Regions from separate parts of the Macaca mulatta genome. Here region 2 is linked to region 1. Evidence: chromatin contacts called from public Hi-C data. All regions are on one chromosome and are shown on one strand. The core of a region is the stretch at or near the end of the contact, and the rest is flanking DNA. Distances in the headings are between cores, read along the strand shown. Region 1 holds the start of DCTPP1 (dCTP pyrophosphatase 1). Region 2 holds the start of ITGAL (integrin subunit alpha L).

Region 1 (6,973 bases), core at 2,095-4,594:
GGTTTCACCGTGTTAGCCAGGATGGTCTTGATCTCCTGACCTCATGATCCACCTGCCTCGACCTCCTGAAATGCTGGGATTACAGGCATGAGCCACAGTGCCCGGCGGTTTTTTTTTTTTTTTTTTTTTTTTTTGAGACAGAGTCTCGTTGTCGCCCAAGCTGGAGTGCAATGGTGTGATCTCAGCTCACTGCCATCTCTGCCTCAGCCTCCCAAGTAGCTGGGATTATAGGCGCCTGCAACCACACCTGGCTAATTTTTGCATTTTTAGTAGAGACAGGGTTTTGGCATGTTGGTCAGGCTGGTCTTTTTTGTTTTTTGAGATGGAGTTTTGCTCTGTCGCCCTGGCTGGAATGCAGTGGTACAATCTTGAGTTACTGCAACCTCCGCCTCCGGGGTTCAAACGATTCTCCTGCCTCAGCCTCCAGAGAAGCTGGGACTACAGGGGCATGCCACCATGCCCAGCTAATGGTTGTATTTTTTAGTAAAGACAGGGTTTCACCATGTTGGCCAGGCTGGTCTTAAACTCCTGACCTCAAGTGATCTGCCCGCCTTGGCCTCCCAAAATGCTGGGATTACAGGCGTGAGTCACCGCACCCGGCCCTTTTTTGTTTTTTTAAGACAGAGTCTTGCTCTGTCGCCCAGGCTGGAGTGCAGTGGTGCAATCTTGGCTAACTGCACTCTCTGACTCCCGGGTTCAAGCGATTCTTGTGCCTCAGCCTCTTGAGTAGCTGGGATTACAGATGCCCGCCACCATGCCTGGCTAAGTTTTGTATTTTTAGTAGAGAATAGCTGGGTGTCTCTACTGGGTATTGTCCAGGCTGGGTTTCACCATGTTGGCCAGACTGGGTTATCACGTTGTGTTCTTTTCCTCATAGAACTCGTCATAATTCCACATCTTCTAATATGAGATTACTGATGTACTGTCAATCTCCTTCCACGGTGAAGGCGGAAACCTTTCTGCCTTGTTCCAGGCCATATCTCGATTCTAGAAGACCTAGCACATAGGTGATGTTCATACATCTGTCATGAGGTCATGTGCAGTGGTTCAACCTGTAACCCCAGTGCTGTGGGAGGGTGAGGCAAGTGAATCACTTGAGACTAGGAGTTTGAGACCAGCCTGGGCAACAACAGCGAGATATCCCACCTCTATAAAAAATAAAAATTAGCCAGGCTGGGTAGTGGCGCACGCCTGTAGATCCAGCTACTCGGAAGGCTGAGGTAGGAGGATCGTTTGAGCTCCTTGGGCTGCAGTGAGCTATGATCACATCACTACACTCCAGCCTCGGCAACAAAGTGAGACCCTTTCTCTTAAAAAAATGACTGTCCTGGTCTAGGGCTCATCGCCTCTTGCCTGGTCTAGGTGTACCCTGCCCCATTCTCTCAGTGATCCATCCAATCCATCCTGTAGACACAGTGATCTTTCCAACACTCACCTCTGGTCAGGTCTTCTGTCCAAACTCTCCATCACGCTCTAGCCCTAATCCTATCTTCATGGGTTCATCTCCCACCCCTCTCCTCCACAGCCCTATCACTCATCCAACACATGCCTGTTGAGTGCCTACTATGCACTGGGCACTTGGGACACATCAGAAAAAACAGACCCCAAATCCCTGATTTTTCCCAAGAAGATTACACTGAAGGAGCGTCAGATTCTCCCTGAATTGAACTTACCCTATCTTGCCTCACTGCCCCTGCAAATGTATTTCCCATGTCTGGAATGCCACAGGCAGGTCCTCTACGGAATACCTTCCTTTCAGCCCCAGAGGCAGAGGAAAAGGGTTGTTGGGCCGGGCGTGGTGGCTCACCCTTGTAATCCCAGCACTTTGGGAGATCAAGGCAGGTGGATCACCTGAGGTCAGGAGTTCGAGACTAGCCTGACCAATACGGTGGAACCACTAAAAATACAAAAATTAGCCAGGCGTCTGTAGTCCCAGCTACTCAGGAGGCTGAGGCAGAATTGTTTAAACCCGGGAGATCGATGTTGCAGTGAGCCGAGATCAAGCCACTGCACTCCAGCCTGGGCGACAGAGACTCTGTCTCAAAAAAAAAAAAAAAAAAAAAAAAAAAAAGGAAAAGGGTTGTTGCCACTACTTCTTCCTAGATGGGACCTACCCTGCTGCTTTCACACCTCACACCTCTGTCTTCCAGGAGGCTGGGTGCCCCTAGAGGGCAGGGACCCGTGAGTCCTTTCTGCATCCCCGACAACAGCAAAGAGCCTTGCAATGAGGAGAGGAAATTGAACCCATGAATGTTTGAAGACCAAATAAATGCTCCCCTCCCCTCCCCCACAACTCAGACTCTACCAGGAAGCTTTCCATCTACTTACAAGAGTTCTGCGAGCTCCCCCACTTCCCCGACCAAGGCCAGGAGGAGGTTCCGAGGCTGATGGAACTGTTCCCAGTCTCGTTCTGCAGCAAACTCGGCATGGAGGCGGCGACTGAAACAGGACAAAGGCGTGTAAGTCCAAGTCTCAGGGTTAGAGAGTGAAGCAGGGCCCAGAGGCAGCTACCCCAGTAGTATGTAACGGGGGCCTGGGACCAGGAGATTCTGCAACTAATTCATTGGATGGTATTGTGCAGGTCATTTCCTCTTTCCGGAACTTGGTTCCCTCATCTATAAAATGGGCGTGCCCCTGAGCTGCCCTTAACATCTTGCCAAATGTAACAAAACCCTCTTCATTATTCCATCTCCTGCTGCTACTTCTGCAGTTTCTTTCCTCCACCTGGAATCGCCGCACATCAAAATCCAATTTCTCTTACAGAAGGCAGTTCCACAGGCCCTTCCTCTAAGAAGCTTTTCTTGACCTCCTCCAGCAAGAAATAACCTCTCCCACCTCTCAGCACACCATTTGCCCCTCTCGTACGCCCTGCGCCTGGAGAGCAGAGGCGGTATCTGGTGCCGGTATCTGCCCAGGGCTAGGCTGAAGGGCGTTCCTAGTGATCACTCGGGGCCACGACCCAATTTCCCTTCTCTCAGGTGTGCACCGCTGCGCCCATTTTGCAGATGAGGCAAGAAGGCTCGCCCAGGGACAGCCCGCAGAGCCAGGACCCGAGCCCCGCTGCCAGCCCGCTTCCCGACCACATGCAGGAACCCTCCCCAAAACGCGGGAGAAAGGGGAGACTTCCCCACCCCGAGCTGGGCCAGGCCTGCTTACATGTCCTCAAGCGTGGGCTCCGGGCTGAAGCTGAACCGGCCGGGAGCAGCAGTGTCCTCTCCCGCCGTGTCTCCACGAATCTCCCCACCGGCCACAGACATGCCGCCCACCCGCTGCAGCCGCGACTGCACGGAAACCCACGCGCCACGCTGGAAGCCCCGCCTCCAGAGCTCTGACCAATTACGGGCGTTCTCTTTTGCCTCACGGGGCGGAGCCTGAGTAAAGAGACCAGTGACTTTTGTGGAGTTTGCTACAGCCCGCCCCTTCCCTCACTGGACCAATCTGAGGGAGCTTCAAGCGCGCGCTCTAGTCTTAGGCCCTGGAATTCTTCCGCTAGGCCCTGCGTCTTAAAGGTATAGGTACCAATTCGACTCGGGGAAGAGACGAAGAGCAGAGGACGCGGGAAGCGCAGGCGCGTCACTTCTTTTATGGGCTCCAGAGGGCGCCAAAGCGAAATGGCGGCAGAAGAGGGCCTGCCAGGTGGAAAACCCTATAAATGAAAGGTCCTATGCATAGATATTAAATCTCTCAGGGCTTAAGGACATTGAGAACCTTCGAGGCCAACCCCCCCACTATTTGGATGGGATTGAAGGGGAAGAGTGGAGTAAGATCAGGCCACAGTAGGACTTCAGCTCCCTGCCATCGCTGTGTCCTGTGGTTGAAACGATGGAGGGCGCCCCATTCCTGTCCTAAGGAAAGTAATAGGCCCCAGCGCAGAGTACATTGCCCTGAAACACGTGGCCTGTTATGGTCTGGCCTGTGCCGTCCTCTCCAGCCTCATGGGTCCCGAGCACCTCCTCCACCCCACACACTGGAACTCCAGGCTCACTCACACCTGGGAATATGCGAGGTGGCGAGTCACAGAGTTGCTGCTTTCAAATCAGAACCACTGAATTATTGGCCATGGGAGAAGCAGAGATCTTTATGAAACCCTAGAACAGGTGTAGTCTTGTAAAGAATGATTTATTATTGTACCCTTATTAGGGCTACTATCTCTGATTTCCACATGTTTAAAGAGGCTTCCAGCTTGGTGGAAGTGAAAGCGTAAGAAAGTGCAGGAAAAGGCAGAGTCAGATTTTGGAAATTAAAATCCCAAGGCTGTGACAATTGCAATTCTACGTATATGCCCTAGAGAAACTAATGAATATGTGCAGAGAGACACATGCAAGAAGTTCATTACAGTTTTGTTTCTAAGAGTGAAAACAATTGAAAATAAAATGACTATCAACGGAAGAATGGGTACATGGAGGTATATTTATACAAATGATATTATCCAGCAGCCAAAATTGGATACATGCAACAGAAACAAGTTTAAACTGATTTTAGCGAGAAAAAAAAATCTATTATTTTTATTTTTTTAAGTTTTTGTAGAGACAGGGTTTCACCATGTTGCCTAGGCCGGTCTTGAACCAGGACTGCTGGATTGGGCTCTAGCAATCCTCCTGCTTCGGCCTCCCGAAGAGCTGGAATTACAGGCATGAGCCACCCCCACCGGCCAAAAGGAATTTATTTTAAGGATACAAGAGTGTCTTTAGAATACAGTGAGACCTCAGGAATGAACTGGAACTGGGGTAGCTGTTTTAAGCATTTTACATATTTATCCTCATAGCAACTGATTTAATCCTCACAACAACCCGATATGGTAGGTAATATTGTTGTCATCCCCATTTTAAAGATAAGGAAACTGAGAGGTTAAATAACTTGACAGCTAGTAAAGTGGTAGAGCCGGCGTCAAATCCAGGCAGTTTGGCTTCACAGTCTGTTGTTAGATGCTATGATGTATTGCCTGAAATGGCGATAAATATTATGAAAAAAAAATGTGACTGTATTTTAAATACTATGAAAGGCTGGGCATAGTGGCTCACGTTTGTAATCCTAGCACTTTGGGAGGGCAAGGTGGGTGGATCACTTGAGGTCAGGAGTTTGTCAAGACCAGCCTGGGCAATATGGTGAAACCCTGTCTCTATTAAAAACACAAACTTAGCTGAGTGTGGTGGTGCACGCCTGTAGTCCCAGCTACTCGGGACTGAGAGGCATGAGAATCGCTTGAACCTGAGAGATGGAGGTTGCAGTGAGCCGAGATTGTGCCACTGTTCTCTAGCCTGGGTGACAAAGCAAGACCCTGTCTCAAAAAAAAAAAAAAATCTGGGCATGGTGGTGCACACCTGTGGTCCCAGCTACTTGGGAGGCTAAGGTGGGAGGATCACCTGAGTCTAGGAAGGTCAAGCCTGCAGTAAGACATGATTACGTCACTGCTCTGCAGCCTGGGCAACAGAGTGAGACCTTGTCTCAATAAATATTTACATACATACTATGAAAAGTGACTGGGGGCATGTTTAGATTGCATAGTCCAGGAAGATATATAGTAAGCACTGTAGGTTACCTACTTAATTGCTCTTTTTCCTCTTCTCCAGTCTTTTTTTTTTTTTTTTTTTTTTTGAGACGGAGTCTCGCTCTGTAGCCCAGGCTGGAGTGCAGTGGCCGGATCTCAGCTCACTGCAAGCTCCGCCTCCCGAGTTCACGCCATTCTCCGGCCTCAGCCTCCCGAGTAGCTGGGACTACAGGCGCTGCCACCTCGCCCGGCTATTTTTTGTATTTCTTAGTAGAGACGGGGTTTCACCGTGTTAGCCAGAATGGTCTCGATCTCCTGACCTCGTGATCCGCCCATCTCGGCCTCCCAAAGTGCTGGGATTACAGGCTTGAGCCACCGCGCCCGGCCAGTCTTTTTTTTTTTTTTTTTTTTTGAGGAAGAGACAGGGTCTGGCTCTGTTGTCCAGGCTAGAGTGCAGTGGCATAATCACAGCTCACTTGTGTAAAGACTACAGGTGAGCATCACCATGCCTGGCTCCTCTTCTATTCTTGCAGATTTTTTTTTTTTTTTAGGAGTCTCACTCTGTCACCCAGGCTGGAGTGCTGTGGTGTGATCTCTGCTCACTGCAACCTCCGTCTCCTGGGTTCACGTGATTCTCCTGCCTCAGCCTTCCAAGTAGCTGGGATTACAGATGCACACCACCACACCCAGCTGATTTTTGTATTTTTAGTAGAGATGGGGTTTCACCATGTTGGCCAGACTGGTCTTGAACTCCTGACCTCAAGTGATGCTCCCCCTTCTACCTCCCAAAGTGTTGGGATTACAGGCGTGAGCCACTGCGTCCGGCCACTTATAGAATCTTGATTTTGTTCGGGAGTCCACGCTCCTCCACTTATTGTTCTACTTGACTGGTCATAGTATTCCCATTGCCCTGGCCATTGATTGGTTTATGAATGAGCATGTTATGGATAGTAAGTTGGAGGAAGTCTTTTTTTTTTTTTTTTTTTTTTTTTTTTTTTGAGCCAGAATCTCACTCTGTCACCAGGCTGGAGTGCAGTGGCGCAATCTCGGCTCACTGCAGCCTCCACCTCCTGGATTCAAGCGATTCCCCTGCCTCAGCCTCCTGAGTATCTGGGACTACAGGCACGCGTCACCACGCCCGGTTAATTTTTTGTATTTTAGTAGACACGGGGTTTCACCATGTTGGTCAGGTCTCGATTTCCTGACCTCGTGATCTGCCCGCCTCGGCCTCCCAAAGTGCTGGGATTGCAGGTATGAGCCACTGCCTGGCCAAGTTGGAGGAAGTCTATTGGAAATTTCTGGGACATGTTCTTCTTAGTGCTTTAAAGAAATTACAGAGGCTGGGCATGGTTGTTCACGCCTGTAAACCCAGCAGTTTCAGAGGCCGAGGCAGGAGGATCTATTGAGGCCAGCCCTGGCAACATGGCAACACTCTACACAAAATTAAAAAAAAAATTAGCCAGGCATGGTGACATGCACCTGTAT
Region 2 (6,912 bases), core at 1,817-4,316, 51 kb after region 1:
TCTTTTTTTTTTTTTTTTTTGAGATGGAGTCTCACTCCATCACCCAGGCAGGAGTGCAGTGGTATGATCGCCACTCACGGCAACCTCTGCCTCCGGGTTCAAGCGATTCTCCTGCCTCAGCCTCCCAAGTAGCTGGGACTATAGGCCATGCCACCACCCCTGGCTAATTTTTGTATTTTTAATAGAGACGGGGTTTCACCATGTCGGCCAGGCTGGTCTCAAACTCCTGCCTCAGCTGATTTACCCGCCTTGGTCTCCCAAAGTGCTGGGACTACAGGCATGAATCACTGCGCCTGGCCTGATTCTTTTTTATAGGCAAATAATATTACATTGCATGGCTATGCCCTATTTTGTTCATCCATTTGTCAGTTGATAGACATGTGGGTTGTTTCCAGTTTGGGGCTAGTATGAGTCATTATTGATACTGCTATGAGCATACATGTATAAGTTTTTGTAGGAACATATGATTTCAATTCTTTGGGGTATATACCTAGGAGGAGAACTTCTGGGTCATATAGTAACTCTATGTTTAACTTTCTGTTTTTGTTTCCTGAGATGGAGTCTCACTCTGTTTCCCAGGCTGGAGTACAGTGGTGTGATCTCAGCTCACTGCAACCTCTGCCTCCCAGGTTCAAGCAATTCTCCCGCCTCAGCCTCGCGAGTAGCTGGGACTACAGGATGCACCACCACACCCAGATAATTTTTGTACTTTTAGTAGAGACGGGGTTTTTCCATGTTGCCCAGGCTGGTCTCGAACTCCTGAACTCAGGAGTTCTCACCTCAGCCTCCCAAAGTGCTGGGATTACAGGGATGAGCCACCATGCCCGGCCTATGTTTAACTTTTTAAAAGAACTGTTGGGCTAGGTGCAATCCCAACACTTCGGGAGGCTGAGGCGGGCAAATCATTTGAGCTCAGAAATTCAAGACCAGCCTGGGCAAGGTAGAAAGACCCCCATGTCTACAAAAAATAAAAAATTAGTCAGGTGTGGTGGCCTGCATCTGTAGTTCCAGCTACTCAAGAGGCTGAGGTGGGAGAATGACTCGAACCAGTAAGGTTGAGGCTGCAGAGAGCCGAGACCACACCACTGCACTCTAGCCTAGGCAAGCCTCTCTCAAAAAAAAAAAGAACCATCAAAGTGTTTTGCACAGCATCCACACCATTTTACATTTCTTCCAGCAATGCGTTTGGCCTCCAATTTCTTCACATCTTCACTAACTCTTATTTCCTTTGTTTTAAACTCTAACCATCCAAGTAGGTGTAAAGGGTATCTCACTGTGGTTTTGATTTGCATTTCTCTAATGACTAATAATGTTGAGTATCATTTCATGTGCATGTTGGCCATTTATATGTCATTGGAGAAATGTCTACTCAACCCCTTTGCTCATTTAGAAACTTAGGTAGGTTGGTCTGAGTGCAGTCGTGTTTAAAACTAATTTTTTTTTTTTTGAGACAGAGTCTCACTCTGTCGCCCAGGCTGGAGTGCAACGGTGAGATCTTGGCTCACTGCAACCTCCATCTCCTGGGTTCAAGCAATTCTCCTGCCTCAGCCTCTCAAGTAGCTGGAATTACAGGCATGTGCCACCACGCCTGGCTAATTTTTGTAATTTTAGTAGAGACGGGGGTTTCACCATGTTGGCCAGGCTGGTCTCGAACTCCTGACCTCAGGTGATCCACCTGGCTCGGGCTCCCACAGGGCTGGGATTAGAGGTGTGAGCCACCGCACCTGGCCATTTAAAACTAATTGAGCACAACCAGTTACTAATATCTTTGTTCCTTCTGCACTGCCTCTGCTTCACTTCACTAGCCTAAAACAAATAAATAAAAATAAACTGGGCACAGTGGCTCATACCTGTAATCCCAGCACTTTGAGAGGCTGAGGCAGGAGGATTACTTGAGCATAGGAGTTCAAGATCAGCCTGGGCAACATAGTGAGAAACCATCTCAAAAAAGAAAAATTAGCCAGGCGTGGTGGCATGCATCTGTGGTTCCAGCTACTTAGGAGCAGAGGTGGGAGGATTGCTTGACTCTGGGAGTTCAAAGTTGCAGTGAGCTGTGATCGCGCCACTGCACTCTCACTTGGGTGACAGAGCAAGACCTTGTCTCAAAAAATTTATTTATTTATTTATTTTTTTTTTTGAGACGGAGTCTCGCTCTGTCACCCAGGCTGGAGTGCAGTGGCCGGATCTCAGCTCACTGCAAGCTCCGCCTCCCGGGTTCACGCCATTCTCCAGCCTCAGCCTCCCGAGTAGCTGGGACTAGAGGCGCCCGCCACCTCGCCCGGCTAGTTTTTTTTGTATTTCTTAATAGAGACGGGGTTTCACCGTGTTAGCCAGGATGGTCTCGATCTCCTGACCTCGTGATCCGCCCGTCTCGGCCTCCCAAAGTGCTGGGATTACAGGCTTGAGCCACCGCGCCCGGCCTAAAAAAGATTTAAAACAAAACAAAAAAAAAAGTGGTTATTTGTCTTTTTATTGTTGAATTATAAGAGTTTTAAAAAATATATTCTGGAGACAAATCCCTTATTAGATATATGATTTGCAAATATTTTCTCCAATTTTTTTTTTTTTAAAAGACAAAGTTTCACTTTGTTGCCCAGGCTGGTCTTGATTCCTGGCTTCAGGCGATCCTCTTACCTCCACCTCCTGAAGTCCCACAGTGCTGGGATTACAGTCAGTGAGCCACTGAACCCAGCCTCCAATTCTTTAGATTTTGCATTTTAGAACCAAAATGGGTCACTAAATACACTGTTCTGTAATCCATTCTTTTCTTTAATAGTGGTTCACGTACATCTTTCTCCCCCTGTTTTATTTTCCTTCCCTCATTCTTTTTCACTGCTGCATAGCATTCCATTGTAATTTTGCCACCGTTTATTGGACTAGTCCTCTGCTGAGCTTTACAGAGCCCTTAGGGGGGATGTTAGTGAGAAACCATGTCAGCAGTGGAGACAGTCATCTCCCTGCTATGCTGTCAGCTTTTGGATGATGTGAAAATGCAAGCAGGCACAGGAAATGTCTCTAACTTGCTTACACTTCCTCCCTGAACCCTTGCGGTTTCACAACTCCTGCAGGCACGCCTCCCTCCCCGCCTGCCAGTGTCACCAGCCTAGTGCTTCTGTGAGAAAGTACCATTGTAAGAGGCCAAAGGGCATGATCATTTTCCTCTTTCACCCTGTCTAGGTTGCCAGCAAATCCCACGGGCCTCCTGACGCTGCCCCTGGGGACACAGGTCCCTTGAGTGCTGGAAGGATGAAGGATTCCTGCATCACCGTGATGACCATGGCGCTGCTGTCTGGGTTCTTTTTCTTCGGTAGGCAAGGGAGGAGGCAGGGGAAGGGACATGTGTCTGTGACCAGAGAAACTGCAGAGCTTGGTGGAGCTGGAGTAAACAAGGAGCTGCCCCCTAAAAGTGGAATTGGCCTTAGGGATACGGGGCCCAGGGATCTTGGAAGGAGAAAGTGGGGAATGGGGAAAGAAAAGAAATAAATAGGCAAGGGGTAGAGGCAAAGATAGAGAAGGGAACATAAGAAGGGGCAGTGGGTTCTTTAAAAAGGCAGATGGGGCCGGGTGCTGTGGCTCACGTCTGTAATCCCAGCACTTTAGGAGGCTAAGGTGGGCAGATTACTTGAGGCCAGGAATTTGAGACCAGACTGGCCAACATGGCAAAAACCTCATCTCTACTAAAAATACAGTAAAATTAGCTGGGCCTGGTGGTACAGGCCTGTAATCCCAGCTACTTGGGAGGCTGAGGCATGAGAATCATTTGATTCCAGGAGGCGGAGGTTGCAGTGAGCCAAGCTTGTGCCAATGCACTCTAGCCTGGATGACAGAGCAAGACCCTGTCTCTTAAACAACAAACAAACAAAAGGCAGATAGTTAATGAGTAGCTAAAGCTGGGAGGAGGGTGCTGGGTTCTGGGGCCACCCGTGGTACCACCTCTGTGCGTTTTAGGCAAGTCCTTTCCCCTTTCCAGCCCCACACTCTTCATCTAAACAAATGAAGGCCTGGCCTCCATGATATTCTAGGATGCTCTGAACTAAACTCCACGGCGGGAGAGAAAGCAGGGCGGAAAGGACAGCCTGGGTGTGCCAGGGCGCCTGGGCAGGCCGACTGAGGGGGAAGGGGGCTGGGATCTACCCGCGCTCCAAAAGACTGGCCTTGTGGGGTGGGAAGGCAGCCCCCCAGGGATCAGGGGAGCTACAATCTGAGACTGCGGGAGGAGGCGCCTGGGCCCCATGACCGCAGAAGTGGGTGGCAGAGGCGCACCCGGCCCTGGGGCATCCCCATCTTGGCCTCTGCCTGGGAACTTGGCCACCCTCTGCCTTGGGGCCCCTTGGGTCTGCTCCTCTCTCTGGAGCCTCTAACTTCTCATCCTTCCTTCTTTGCAGAGAGACCAAACGGGAAGTTGTGTTCTCAGGCCCTGGGAAGAGCTTTCAGAGCTCTAGAGGGGCCGGGAGTTGCTCCTTCCATATTCCCCAAAGTTAACGCCCTGGAGGGGAAGCGCAGGGCGCGGGTCCGCTCTGCCCGCCTGGGTGCGGGCGGCCTGGGGAGCGAGAGCCAGGTGGGCCTGGGATCGGCCACCTGCCGGGCACGTGCAGGGCGGGGGTCCGTGGGTCGCAGCTGACGCCCCTTGCCTTCCTCAGCGCCGGCCTCGAGCTACAACCTGGACGTGCGGGGCGCGCGGAGCTTCTCCCCACCGCGCGCCGGGAGGCACTTTGGATACCGCGTCCTGCAGGTCGGAAACGGGTGAGCTGTGCCCCGCAAATCCTCTTCCTGATGCCCGCCCTGGGGCAGCCCCCAAGGGGCCGCTCTCCAGGGGTTCCCGTCTGGAGGAGCCTGTGGTGGGTGGGAATCCTCAGAGATAGGAGTGAGGGATCAAAAAGCGGGACACAGGCGATCAGGGAGGCCATGGAAGTGCAGAACAGGGAAGGATCCCAGCCCCCAAACACTTCGCATTGCCCAGTAGGTTCCTGACACTCCCTTACTTCCCTGCGAGTGCCTGGAAGCCAGGAGTTTGTTCTCTCTTACTAACCCTTCTTAGATATACCACCGCCCAGCACACAGTAGGTAAGCCACGAATGGCTTTTGAATCAAGCACTGAATGAATGAACCTGTCATGAGACATTCTGGCGGATCATTCTCTGGGCCTCAAAGACTGTAAATGCAAAGGAACCTTAATTTTCTAGGATTTTGGCATTTGGAATTATTTCTCTGGGATTCTGTAGGGAAGAGGTGAGGATGGAGGCACCTTCCTTTTTTTTTTTTTTTTTTTTTTTTTTTTTTTCCTGTTTGACACGGAGTTTTGCTCTTGTTACCCAGGCTGTAGTGCAACGGTTAGATCTCGGCTCACTGCAATCTCTGCCTCCCAGGTTCAAGCCATTCTCCTGCCTCAGCCTCCTGAATAGCTGGGATTACAGGCATGCGCCACTATGCCGGGCTAATTTTTGTATTTTTAGTAGAGACAGGGTTTCACCATATTGGCCAGGCTAGTCTCAAATTCCTGACCTCAGGTGATCTGCCCATGTCGGCCTCCCAAAGTACCTTGGCCTCATGCCAAAGTTACAGGCATGAGCCACCCCGCCCGGCCGCAGGCACCTTCTTGAAGGGGAATGGTTGCAGTGTTTGGAGAGATGAGGCGGGAGATCTGAACCTCCTGAGCAGGCAGGAGGAGGTGGGTACAGATCTGGGCCACTCCCTCTCACAGGTGAGATTTCTCCCCAGGGTCATCGTGGGAGCTCCAGGGGAGGGGAACAGCACGGGAAGCCTCTATCAGTGCCAGTCGGGCACAGGACACTGCCTGCCAGTCAGCCTGAGAGGTGAGTAACTGGGGGTGAGCTGGGAAGAATGGGATCTTGGGGAATCTGAGGCTGGCCCCAGCCCACCTAGATTGCCTGAGCTCCTCCAGACCAACTTTCTGGTGCCTACAGGTTCCAACTATACCTCCAAGTACTTGGGAATGACCTTGGCAACAGATCCCACAGATGGAAGCGTTTTGGTAAGAATTTTGTACAGTGGTGTTATCAGAGCCTGTGAAGCTCGATCCAAGTAATGAGAGAAGAAAAGAGGAAGAATGTGGACAAAAGTTCCCACAGACAGTCAAAGGCATCAGAGTCAATTAGTGTTTATTGAGAACCAATGATGAGCCAGCTTTTTTGTTTTTGAGACAAGGTCTCATTCTATTATTCTATTGCCCAGGCTGGAGTGCAGTGGCGTGATCACAGCCTCACTGTAGCCTCAACCTCCCTGTGCTCAAGTAATCCTCCCGCCTCAGCCTCCCAATTAGCTGGGACTATAGGTGCATGCTATCACGCCCAGCTAATTTTTATATTTTTGTAGAGAGAGAGTGTCACCATGTTGCCCAGACTGGTCTTGAGCTGAAGAATCCTCCTGCCTCAGCTTCCCAAAGTGTTGGGATTACAGGTGTGAGTCACCACACCCAGCAGAGCCAGCTATTTTCAAGAACTTACCTCATTTTTCTTCCAGATATGAAATATCTGTGATCATTGATATGCAATATGATTTTTAGTGGTATACAAGCTTTTAATGTTTTCATGGTTATAAATTTCTTTAGTGGCTTATTAGAAAAAAAATCTATGACAAGCACATCAAATTTTTAATTTCCTATATCATATTGCTTAGGAAGGCTGAAGTTAAACAAAAATTTAAAGGAAACTATTAAGAAAATAAAAGTATGCTCATATGGCAGATATTGTGAAGTATTACACTAATGCCTAAAGTTTAGGAAACACTGCTTTTTTTTTTTTTTTTTTTTTTTTTTTTTTTTTTTTTTGAGACAGAGTTTCACTCTTGTCACCCCGGCTGGATTGCAGTGGCATGATCTTGGTTCACTGCAAATTCTGCCTCCCGAGTTCAAATGATTCTCCTGCCTCAGCCTCCAGAGTAGCTGGGATTACA

What was found. A called contact is a pair of places that touch in the nucleus more often than the background predicts.
Region 2: a contact with region 1 is called in a Hi-C map of CD4 T cells, with 4 times the contacts expected there. The contact joins the promoter of ITGAL here to the promoter of DCTPP1 in region 1. A contact is called at or near these places in 2 of 14 Hi-C or Micro-C datasets (CD4 T cells and cortical neurons).

What each region holds. Positions count from the first base shown.
Region 1 is chr20:29,030,478-29,037,450 of T2T-MMU8v2.0, forward strand. DCTPP1 (dCTP pyrophosphatase 1) reads right to left here and starts at 3,345. Exons shown (of 3, transcript NM_001194491.2): 1 at 3,157-3,345; 2 at 2,329-2,439. The coding sequence starts at 3,257. LOC144337986 (a long non-coding RNA gene) reads left to right here. Exons shown (of 2, transcript XR_013411693.1): 2 at 2,019-4,389.
Region 2 is chr20:29,081,657-29,088,568 of T2T-MMU8v2.0, forward strand. It overlaps ITGAL (integrin subunit alpha L), which reads left to right and starts at 3,067. Exons shown (of 29, transcript XM_077985712.1): 1 at 3,067-3,307; 2 at 4,641-4,743; 3 at 5,719-5,813; 4 at 5,925-5,992. The coding sequence starts at 3,247.